Regions from separate parts of the Mus musculus genome. Here region 2 is linked to region 1. The links are chromatin contacts, called in public ChIA-PET maps. All regions are on one chromosome and are shown on one strand. Each heading gives the region's core, a stretch centred on a gene start, on an enhancer-like site or on the middle of the called end of the contact. The rest is flanking DNA. Distances are from core to core; before and after follow the strand shown.

Region 1 (5,013 bases), core at 1,013-3,512:
GGATTATGTGATCACAAGAGTGCGAAAACCTTCATTAGCAGTGTCTTATAAGAAGGCCCTCAACCTTAACTGCTTTGATCCCTCCCAGCTTCTAGGACAGTGAGGAAAGAATTGGTGGTTGGGGGAAGCCTGAATTTTAAACTAATTTAAAACTAGCATGGACAGCATAAACAACTTCATCTGGATCAAGCAATGAGATAAGAGAAGACTCACTGGGTAAAAGTGTTTCCTGTAAAGTCTAAGGACCAAAGGTCACACTCATGTCTGTACCCACATAACATGCTGAGCATGAGCCTGTAAATGTCTGTAGCCCAAGTGATAGAAAGAAAGAAAACAGGAGGGCACTAGGGCTTGCTGACTAATAAAATATGGGCTTCATGTTTACAGAGAAACCATAAAAGATTAAGATGGAAAGTGGCAGGACAAGTAGCACCCTTGCAAATACACACACACAAACACACACCCCTATGCTACTCACACATACAAATTAATAATAAAGATGTGTTGGGCATGGTGGCAGATCTCTGTGTTCAAATAATCTTTAAAAAAGTAAAATAAAGTATAGTACTATGTTATGAACAACTTCGATAAAATAATATACATAATATAATGTGTATTTCTTTGTTGAAACAGGGTCTCATCGTGTATACTTGGATGGCCTGGAACTTGATACAAAGACCAGGCTGGCCTTGAACTCATAAAGATCTGCCTGCTTCTGCCTCTGTATTGGCAAAATTAAAGGCATGTGTGACCATGATCTGTCAATAATATATATAATAACTGGTTTCACACTTAAGACTACTGGCTATTGACAACCTAGGTTTAGATCCTATCATCCACTTGGTGGCTCACACGAGTGTGTAATTCCAGTTCCAGACACTCTGATGCCCTATTCTGGCCATTCAAACAAAATGCCCATACACATAAAATTCATTTAAAAATATTTAATGGGACTAGAGAAATGGCTCAGATGTTAAGACCCAAATTTGGTTCCCAGCACCCATATTTGGCAGTTAATAACTTCCTACACCTCCAGTTCCAGGATCGTTGATACCTCTTGGCCTCGCCAGCATCTGGACTCATCGTGTGTGTGTGTGTGTGTGTGTGTGTGTGTGTGTGTGTACATATATGTATATATATACATATATATATATATATATATATATATATCCATACCCATATATGCACAACTACAAATAATTTTTTTAAATCTCTAAAAATACTTTTTAAATAACAAAAGTTTAAATACCTAAGAATTGGGGCTGGGAAGACAGGTTAGCAGACAAAGGCTTGCCCTAAGCCTGACAACCTGAGTTCAATCCCTGGGACCCACGTGACAAAAAGAGAGACCAACTCCCAGAAGATGTTCTTGGACCTCCATAGGCACGCGAGCACACACACACACGAAATGGAAAAATAAAAAAGTAATTTAAATTAAGACCCCAAAATTTAAAAATGTGTTTGATTTGTAACCAAATTGTTCTCTGATTACTTTCTCTTCCTCTGAACATTTTAGCTGCTTCATGTTTTCTTCTGAATGCTTTTTTTTTCTTTTATTCTTTTTTTTTTTTTTTTTGGTTTTCGAGACAGGGTTTCTCTATGTAGCCCTGGCTGTCCTGGAACTCACTCTGTAGACCAGGCTGGCCTCGAACTTAGAAATCCGCCTGCCTCTGCCTCCCGAGTGCTGGGATTAAAGGCGTGCGTACCACCCGGCCTGAATGCTAACTTTTAAGCACATTACTGGAAAAGCGCACCACCTCACTCCTTCCTCCTTCAGGATGTATTGTTTATACTTGTTCTGTATGTTACTCAAGTGACTTCTCTTTACAATTACTGTCATTACTATTTCTAAAATGTCTAAATTAAACCAAAGCTTGGAAATTCTGACTGGTATCTGGGTCCGACTTTCCGGATGGTAACTGAAGGTCATGTGGGGTGGAAAGTGGCCTGTGGGTAACAGAACACACACATGCACGCGAACAGGATATGTTGGTAATCTGGCTTCCTGAGACCTAGTAAGTTGTGAGAGTTCTCACCATTACCCTTGGAGAAGATGAAAAAACTAAAGTTGGAAAATGCTGGATTTTTAAAATGTCCCCTCTTAGCATTCTATCTAGTGGTGTCTGGGAAGGGGCACATTTGCCTCCTACACCATTTTACTTGTCTAAAAGTACAAAACAAGCGAATGAACGGAAGCTTCTTCATAGCGTGGAAGCTGGTGTTTGTGGCACAGCTTATGTCACGTCTCAAGCCCAGAAACACGAAGAGTGTGGTTTTGGTGTTTAACCAGCCTCTACTGCACCCTGGCACTGTTTCTTCCCCAGAGAACTTTAGAGGAAAAAAACCAACCTCCTATCTTAAAACCAAAGGCCAGGATAAAAATAAAGCCCTGAAGTGGTTTGGTGACCGAGGTCATAAGGGCTGCCACAGGTCTGAAGGTAGGGCCAGTATGCTCTGAGAAACTTCACTGCAGTCAACCACAGAAACAAAGACCTCAGCCCCACAGTCCAACAGTCTAGGAGGCTGCCTTTAGGCCTGATTTGTTAGGAGCTGCTCCACACAAAGCAGTTTATATCCTTTGAAAACCTCCAATCCTGCTTATAACTTTAACAGCAGTCTAGCTGAACTGTTCCTAGAGCCTATGAAAAGCAGAGCCAACCTGCAGCCTTGTCCTATAGGAAGGAGGCTGCCATGAACTCTCGCAGGCTTATTGCCTAATCTCCACTCATGAAGCAACTTTAAAACTTGATTCTGAGGTGAAGGAGTAGAACATGAGGTTCACACTACAAACTAGAAAAGTGAAATGGGAACTGACATGAAATCAACTCACGGCAACCCTGATGAAAATAAAACAAAACAAACAAAAGGACCAAAGCCAACCAAACATGCAATCCTTACACCCAGGAAACCAACAATTCGTCTTTCTCTACCAGGATCACATAATTACAGAGCAACAAAGAAACTGGGTTATCAGACATGAAACATCTGCTTACTAGCAAACCCAGAGATGAAATTTTTCTCTAACATTCTACACTGTCCAGAGGAAATGAGGGTAAACACTGGTTCTGCTCCTTCATCCTGACAGGAGTTCTGAAACTGCAAACTTAATTTACCATGATCTATGCCCAACAACTAGAATGCACTCCAAAATGTACCATATGACCTGATGTACCATATGACCAGGCTTCAAACCTAAGGCTCTGACCTATAGTTGTCCTGGGTGGCTGGGAGGGGGAGGGCAATGCCTGTGTGCCACCCACACAGCAGCTTTCTTTAACATTATGGCAGTGGCAGCAGCGGCAGCAGCAGTTTAGCACACAACTGTACAAGGGACACTGAAAAGTGAGAGAAATGATGGGTCTGAAGAAAAAATGTCATCTGTATAATTTTTTAAAAATTTAAAAACAAGAAAATTCAGCCAGGCATGGTGGCCCACACCTTTAATCCCAGCATTTGGGAGGCAGAGGATTTCTGAGTTCGAGGCCAGCCTGGTCTACAGAGTGAGTTCCAGGACGGCCAGGGCTACACAGAGAAACCCTGTCTCAAAAAACAAAAAAGAGAAAGAAAGAAAGAAAGAAAGAAAGAAAGAAAGAAAGAAAGAAAGAAAGAAAGAAAGAGAGAAAGAGAGAAAGAAAGAAAGAAAATAAATTCAGAACTCTGTACTATGGCTGGTTCTTTAAAAAGCACAAAACATCCAAGCCAGATCCGCAAATTTTCAAGCAAAAACTATTACTTTCAAACCTTGGGAAGTGACATTATCATTACTGCCATGTTTCAGATGAGGAGGCTGAAGTTCAGCCAGTTATGGACTGGGCCTCAGACCTCAGAGATAACAGCTAATAAAATTAGGACTTAAAATCAGAGATTTTCAAAGCCCAGACTCTTAAATAACCTCTATATTACCTGACTTTGACATGTAAGATACTAAAGAAAATTAATCAAAGTTACTAAAAAACCAGGCTCTTGAGAGATACACTTGATTTGAAAGAAATTATTCACAGAAAGCTCTCCCAAGTTTAGTGATAACAAGAGGAGGAGAAAGGAAGGTGACTAAAAATTGTATATGTATATATAATATATTACCTACTTACTTATTTTAATAAATATGGAACTGTGGCTACTGGGAGAGTTCTTTGGGACTGTGGCTGGTGGTCTATTCACCAATAGATAGCTCACAGCTATGCACCTATGGGTAGTACTAATTAGACTCAATAAAATTAAAAAAAGAAGACATGAAATTGGGGGGAGATATAAAGGGAGAACCCTGGGAGGAACCCTGGGACTTGGAGAAAGAGAATAGAGGGAGAATATAGTCAAAATATGTTGCACACATGAATGAAATTCTGAAAGACTTAAAAGCCACAATATTAAAATTATATTATGAAATTCATGAAATTGGTATATTTGCACAGGCATCATGCTAATCTCAGCATCACTCCAATTTTAGTCTATGTACTACAGAAGCCATACATTTTGATTAAGATATTTTAAGAGATTAAGGCAGCTGGGTCAGCTCAGCAATAAAGCACATGGTTAGGAGACAAGGCCTCTGACTCGCAACTGGTTTGGACTAAGCATCAAAAGCAAACAAATGGAGGTCAGAACTCTGTAGGAGTCTAAAGAGGTCTCCTCTCCACTTAGAACCCAGCTTCCAAACCAAAGCCAGAGTCATGCAGAACAGGCCTCAAATTAATCCATGTCATACTAATTATAATACTATGTTAGTTCAAGATGCTTCCTCATGAGATAGGCAAATAAAACTCAACTGTTTTCTATCAATATGCAAGGCAAGCATTTTAATTTTACGTTGAGTGAGATTTTACGCTATGTACATACTCCAGCTTACCTCACACTAAGAAGAATCCTCCTAAACAGTTGGATTACAGCTATGAATCACAGTACATAACCTTCTATGACAACTGACCTCTTATATGGCTGACCTTGCCTGGACTTATGCTTTCCTATTGTGTGGCTGGAGAAGTTTCTCTTCCATGACAGGAAGGATGCTCTTCC
Region 2 (5,013 bases), core at 685-3,184, 630 kb before region 1:
AGTGAGATTTTTTTTAATCTGAAAAGTGAGAAGAACTCGTTCGTTCGTTTGGAGACTATGGGTTAAAATGCAGAGCGCACCATGTTCTCCTTGGAGAACACTGGCACCCAAGCGTTCTTGCTCTTCACCACAGGAAGCTCTGGGCTCTGGCTGGATTAGCTGCTCTCAAGACTGGGGCCTCCAAATGTTCTCGAGAGTCAAGGTAGGATGACACCGGGCTCTCTTCTGTGTGCCATTCAAACTACACTGTGTCTTCAACATCTCATCACCTCCAAGGAGAAAACCCTGGGGGGGAGAGACAAAGTGCCCTCTGCACACTTGGCCATAAGAGTTTCCCAAGTTTCTCTCTACTTGGACATATCCCATTTCTGAACTTGGGTAGCTTAGGGCCCAATGCTGCCCCACTTGCCCATCCCTCTAGGAAAGCTTATCGACACCATAAAGGCTATGCACACATCCAATTTCTCCTGGAGGAGAGCAGAAAGCCCTGGGATGTCCACTCAGAACCATGATCCTCAGGAGTAGGTCATACTGTCAATCAAAATACACCCTCCGCTCCACCCCGACAGCCAGGAGCAAACAAACATCTATCTCCTTGCAAGCCCTGCCCATCCCCCATATCAACAGCTCCACACCCCCCAAAACATTTATGGGACCTCAATTCCTCCAAACAGCACCATCCAGCATCCTGTAGGCTTGGATAGCCTTGTCTTGGTCCCCACCACTTCCATTAGCAGGCACATTCATTCTTAATCATCTTCCTGGACGGTCCTGGGCCCTGCTAACTTAATGCCCTTCTCTCTTACCCACACTCCTTCACATCACTTTAGAACCTGCCCAGTATTTTCTAGACTCTTCATTCAAGTGTTGCCAAGTCCTAAGCAGGCATGCTGAACTTCTTGCAAAAGCCTCCTCTTCTGCACCTACTTGGGTACCATGCCATCCCCACCCTGTCATCCAGTCCCCTATACTCTTTTGCCCATCCCATCACCCAAGCGTGGCTTTGACTGAAGTCCTTTTTTCTGCAACCAATTATTACAATCCCTTTTCCTCTGCTGCCTCAGGCAGCCACTGTCCATGCCCCAGGTTCCGCCTCAACACCCCTCCCCACCACCTCAACTCCATTCCAAGAGCTACCTTATCTGATCTTCCCTGCCCCTTGGTACAGCTCAGCCTCAAACCCCTCCCCAGCGTCAGTCAACTCACCGGCGCTGCCTGCCCTTGTCCCACTGCTCCTTGGTCCCTTACACAACTCCTCGGTCCTTCAGGCAGTTCTGCCTGCTCCTTCATCCCACAGCGTCCACCATAGGGCCACACCACATCCAGCGCTCTCCATTCCCCATGCCCCTCCTAATGTCTCCTCTGGATCTCCCTATCCCCTTGACCCCTCCTCAGGCCCTGACCGGCCCGCACCGGTTCTCAGCCTCCTCTCCGACCTATTCGATCCCACCTCAGGTGCTGTCTGTCACCCTCTGGCCCCTTCGGGCCCCTCCGGCCCCACCTCAGGCCCCGTCCAGCCCCCGCTGTCCTCTCCGCCCCTGCTAAGCGGCCCAACAGCCCCATCCGGTGTTCTCCATCCCCCGGCAGGCGATCTGCCTTCGCCGCCGTCATCCCGACCCTCCCTTCCGCCTCGCTTCCGCACAGCCGACCCGACACTCACTACTCCTTGAGCAGCACCATGTCGCTTCGCGGCTCGGCGGCTGCCAGCTGCCAGCCCGGCCTCCCGCCCGCTACCCGGTGGCCGCTCTCCCGGTGGCCCGGCCCGGCCCCGCTGCCTGTGCGCCTTCGTCGTGGTCTGCTCTGTCCCCGCTGCTCTCGCTGCGGTCGCCGCGCGGGCTCCTGTCGCCCTGCCCTGGCCTCACCACCTCCCGCGCCTCTGCCGACGCCGCCCGGAGCTCCGGTTCCGCAGCGCCACGCGGGGGCGGGGCGTCTCTGCGGCAACCAAAGCGTCAGACGCAGCAGTGCGCGTTGACCTCACGCGGGGCGGGGCCTTCCCGGGTCCACCCCTCCACCCTTAAATGGGCCGTGGCTCCGGGTCCGTGTCAGCATCTGGGCCCAGGTCTGGTTTGGTAGTCAAGAGGTAAAGAGACATGTTTGGTATGAATACTCTTCTGCATCAGGAGCTACTGTGCCTATATGCTTGGACTTCGCTGGTGGGTGTACTGAGAGCCAAGCATGTCAAAAATAAAATGAGGGAGTTTGAGATTTAGTTCAACCACGAAGCACTTGCCTAATTTGGATTCACCAAGAAACCAAAACCAAACAAGTGTGTATATACTTCCTCTAAATACGTGACTCCACATCTCCACCAGAAAGATACTGTTACTGCCCTCGTTTACAGGCAAGAAGGCTGCATAAGTTAGATTTGCTCATCACAGTGTTTTCATGATGTAGCTGAGATTTGATTTTTTTTTTTTCTTTTTTTCAGACAGGAACTCACTATATAGCTCTGGCTGTCCTGGAACTTGCGCTGTAGACCAGGTTGGCCTCGAACTCACAAAGATCCACCTGCCTCTGGCTCCTGAGTGCTGGGTAGAGCTGAGATTCTAACATAAAATCTTAGTGTCTTCTCATCCACCCACTAACCATTGGCTGTGGGGCTGCTGTGTACCAGAGCCTGTGATATCCTGAATAGAGAGAAGAAGGCTGGCACTATCTTGCCCCTAGGGAGCTGGTAATCAAATGGAGGGGAGGCAGGTGATGGCTGGGGTAGCAGGCACTTGGAAGGAAAGGGGCTGCCAGAGCTAGTGGTACAGGCTAGCTGTCTGGGAATTCCTAGCTGTCTGGGAGCTGAGGCAGAAGGATGGAACGTTCAAAGCCTGCCTGAAAAACTTAGTAAGTTGCTGTCTCATAAAAGCTGAAGAGAGGGTTGGGATGTGGCTCGTCAGAGCACTTGCCTCGTATGCAGGAGGCCCTAGGTTCAATCCCAGAATCCCAGAAAGAGAAGAAAACGGTAGCTTGGCAGCAGGCTTTGGGGTACGGGTGGGAGGTGGAAGTTGTGTTTGATGGGATCACACTGGACAGCACCTGGTGTATGTGAGGAGTCCCTTGAGGGACGGCATCCCAGAGATCCACAAGATGCTGGGGAAGACCATGCACAGCAGAAAGGACACACGTAAGGGCCGGAGTCAGGAACAGGCTGCATTCAGGGACTTGTCCTAGTGTGGTTTTCTGTTGCTGTGATAAAGACCATGACCAAAGGTAACTTGGGGAGAAAAGGGTTTATTACGACTTTGAGACTAGAGTCCATTAGCAAGGAAAAACATTACAGGAACCCGAAGGCAGGAACTGAAGCAGAGGCTACGGAGGAAAGCTGCTGAACTGGCTTGCTCAACCTGCTTTCTTGTACAACCCAGGACCACCTGGCCAGGCACTGTACCTGCCAGGGTGAACTGAGCCCTCCCATAGCAACCGTTAATCTAAAAAAGGCCCCACAGGCTTACCTAAAGGCAAATCTGATGGGAAGGTTTTCTCAACTGAGGTTCCCTCTTCACAGATGACCCCAGCTCACGTAAAGCTGATGAAACAACTGAGGAGCTCCGGACTAGCAGAAGTAACGTAACGGGAACATTGAGTCTGGAGGCTGAAGAGCTAGGAAGGAATAGGTTCCTCCGTGGCTGATGATAGTGTGGGCTGCAGGCCAGGGGAGGGCATCCAGGGGTTTCAGGAGTGCTATGAGATGCATGAGACGGTTTCTCCCTGAATGGTGGGGTCAGGAAGGGAAGAAGAGAGGGCTGGATGGGGCCAAATGTAGGCAGGGAGACTAGGGAAGAGGTAGTGGCAGAAATCCGGGGAGCATTCAGGATAGGGGAAAAACAAAACAAAGCAAAGCAAAACAGGACTTGTTGGCCAATTGGCCAAGAGGGCAACAGGGTGAGAGCAAGGGAGGAAGAAAAGCAGGCCCGGGAGCCTGAGTGAATAGCACTCAGACACAGCAAAGTGGCTGGCAAACAGGGGTACTCACCGAGAGGGGTACCTGAAGGATACCTGGGTGCAATGTGAGAGAACTACCCGAGATAGTGGCTCAGAAAGGACTTGGGGAGTAGGAGGCCATACTGTCTGTCACCCAGCTGTGACCAGTGACCAGGACTGCTCTAAGTGTTCTATCTATTGGTCATTCATTCATCAAACTCTAGGAGAGCAAGGAGAACTACAAAAATCCAAGGCAAAGACTCTGAAAGGAAGGCAGGCTTGAAGAAGTGGGCTGGCCGCTGGTGCTCCGGCCTTGGCCCTCCAGCACAGGGCTCTCTCTCCTCCATGGTGTCAATGGATGGTTCTCTAGAAAATGCTGGCTCTCTCCAGGAAGTAACCAGATCCCGCCCTCCTGGGAACTTGCAGGCTAGTTTGGGAGACTACATTTATTCATTCATTCAATAAATATTGATTGAGCACCTGGCCCTGTCTTGGGTGCTTTTCTAGACACTTAAAACATAAGGGATGACCAAGCAAACAAGATCCCTCCCTTGCTGAATGGAGGGAAGCTCAATATAAACTTACCAAAGTGGCTTTTAGAAGAGACCAGTGTGACTTTGGAAGCTGAATTGGTTGAATGACCCCCGGGGCAACATTAACAGTGATATTTAGGGAGGGGAATTGCTGCTAGTCAGTGGGCTAAGGCAAAAGCATGAGATTGGAGGGCTGTGCTAGACACTGGGGGAACTAAAACCACAAAACATCAAGGCTAGAGATGTAGTTCCTCTAGCAAAATGCTTGCCTGGGACTCAGTAGAATGCTTGCCCAGCACCTGCGAAGTCCCGAGTTTGACTCCCAGTACCACATAAATCAGGCCTAATAGCTCATGCCTGTAATCCCAAAACTTCTGAGATAGAGGCAGGAAGTTGAAGAGTTTAAGGTCAGGGCTGAAGAGATGGTTCAGTGACTAAAAGCAATGACTGCTCTTCCAGAGTTCAATTCTCAGCAACCACGTGGTGGCTCACAATCAACTGTAATGGGATCCGATGCAATGCCCTCAGATGTCTGAAGACAGCTAAAAGTGTACTCATATACATAAAG

The links. ChIA-PET counts read pairs in DNA pulled down with a chosen protein or histone mark.
Region 2: an RNA polymerase II ChIA-PET map of memory CD8 T cells shows a contact between it and region 1, with 7 read pairs. The contact joins the promoter of Pitpna here to the enhancer-like site in region 1. A contact is called at or near these places in 1 of 39 promoter capture datasets (hippocampal neurons), 1 of 484 Hi-C or Micro-C datasets (embryonic stem cells) and 2 of 115 datasets of contacts at active chromatin or transcription factors (embryonic basal ganglia and memory CD8 T cells).

Annotation. Positions count from the first base shown.
Region 1 is chr11:74,957,405-74,962,417 of GRCm38.p6, reverse strand. The region is part of intron 8 of Smg6 (Smg-6 homolog, nonsense mediated mRNA decay factor (C. elegans)); the gene reads right to left. Among named protein-coding and RNA genes, the nearest start is that of Srr, 34 kb to the right of the region's middle. Within about 2 kb of position 2,262, at least 73 of the 459 cell types and tissues checked have an H3K27ac peak or open chromatin away from gene starts, as enhancers often do. A contact at or near this core is called in memory CD8 T cells, where this site is marked.
Region 2 is chr11:75,585,000-75,590,012 of GRCm38.p6, reverse strand. Pitpna (phosphatidylinositol transfer protein, alpha) reads right to left here and starts at 1,934. Exons shown (of 12, transcript NM_008850.2): 1 at 1,661-1,934. The coding sequence starts at 1,680.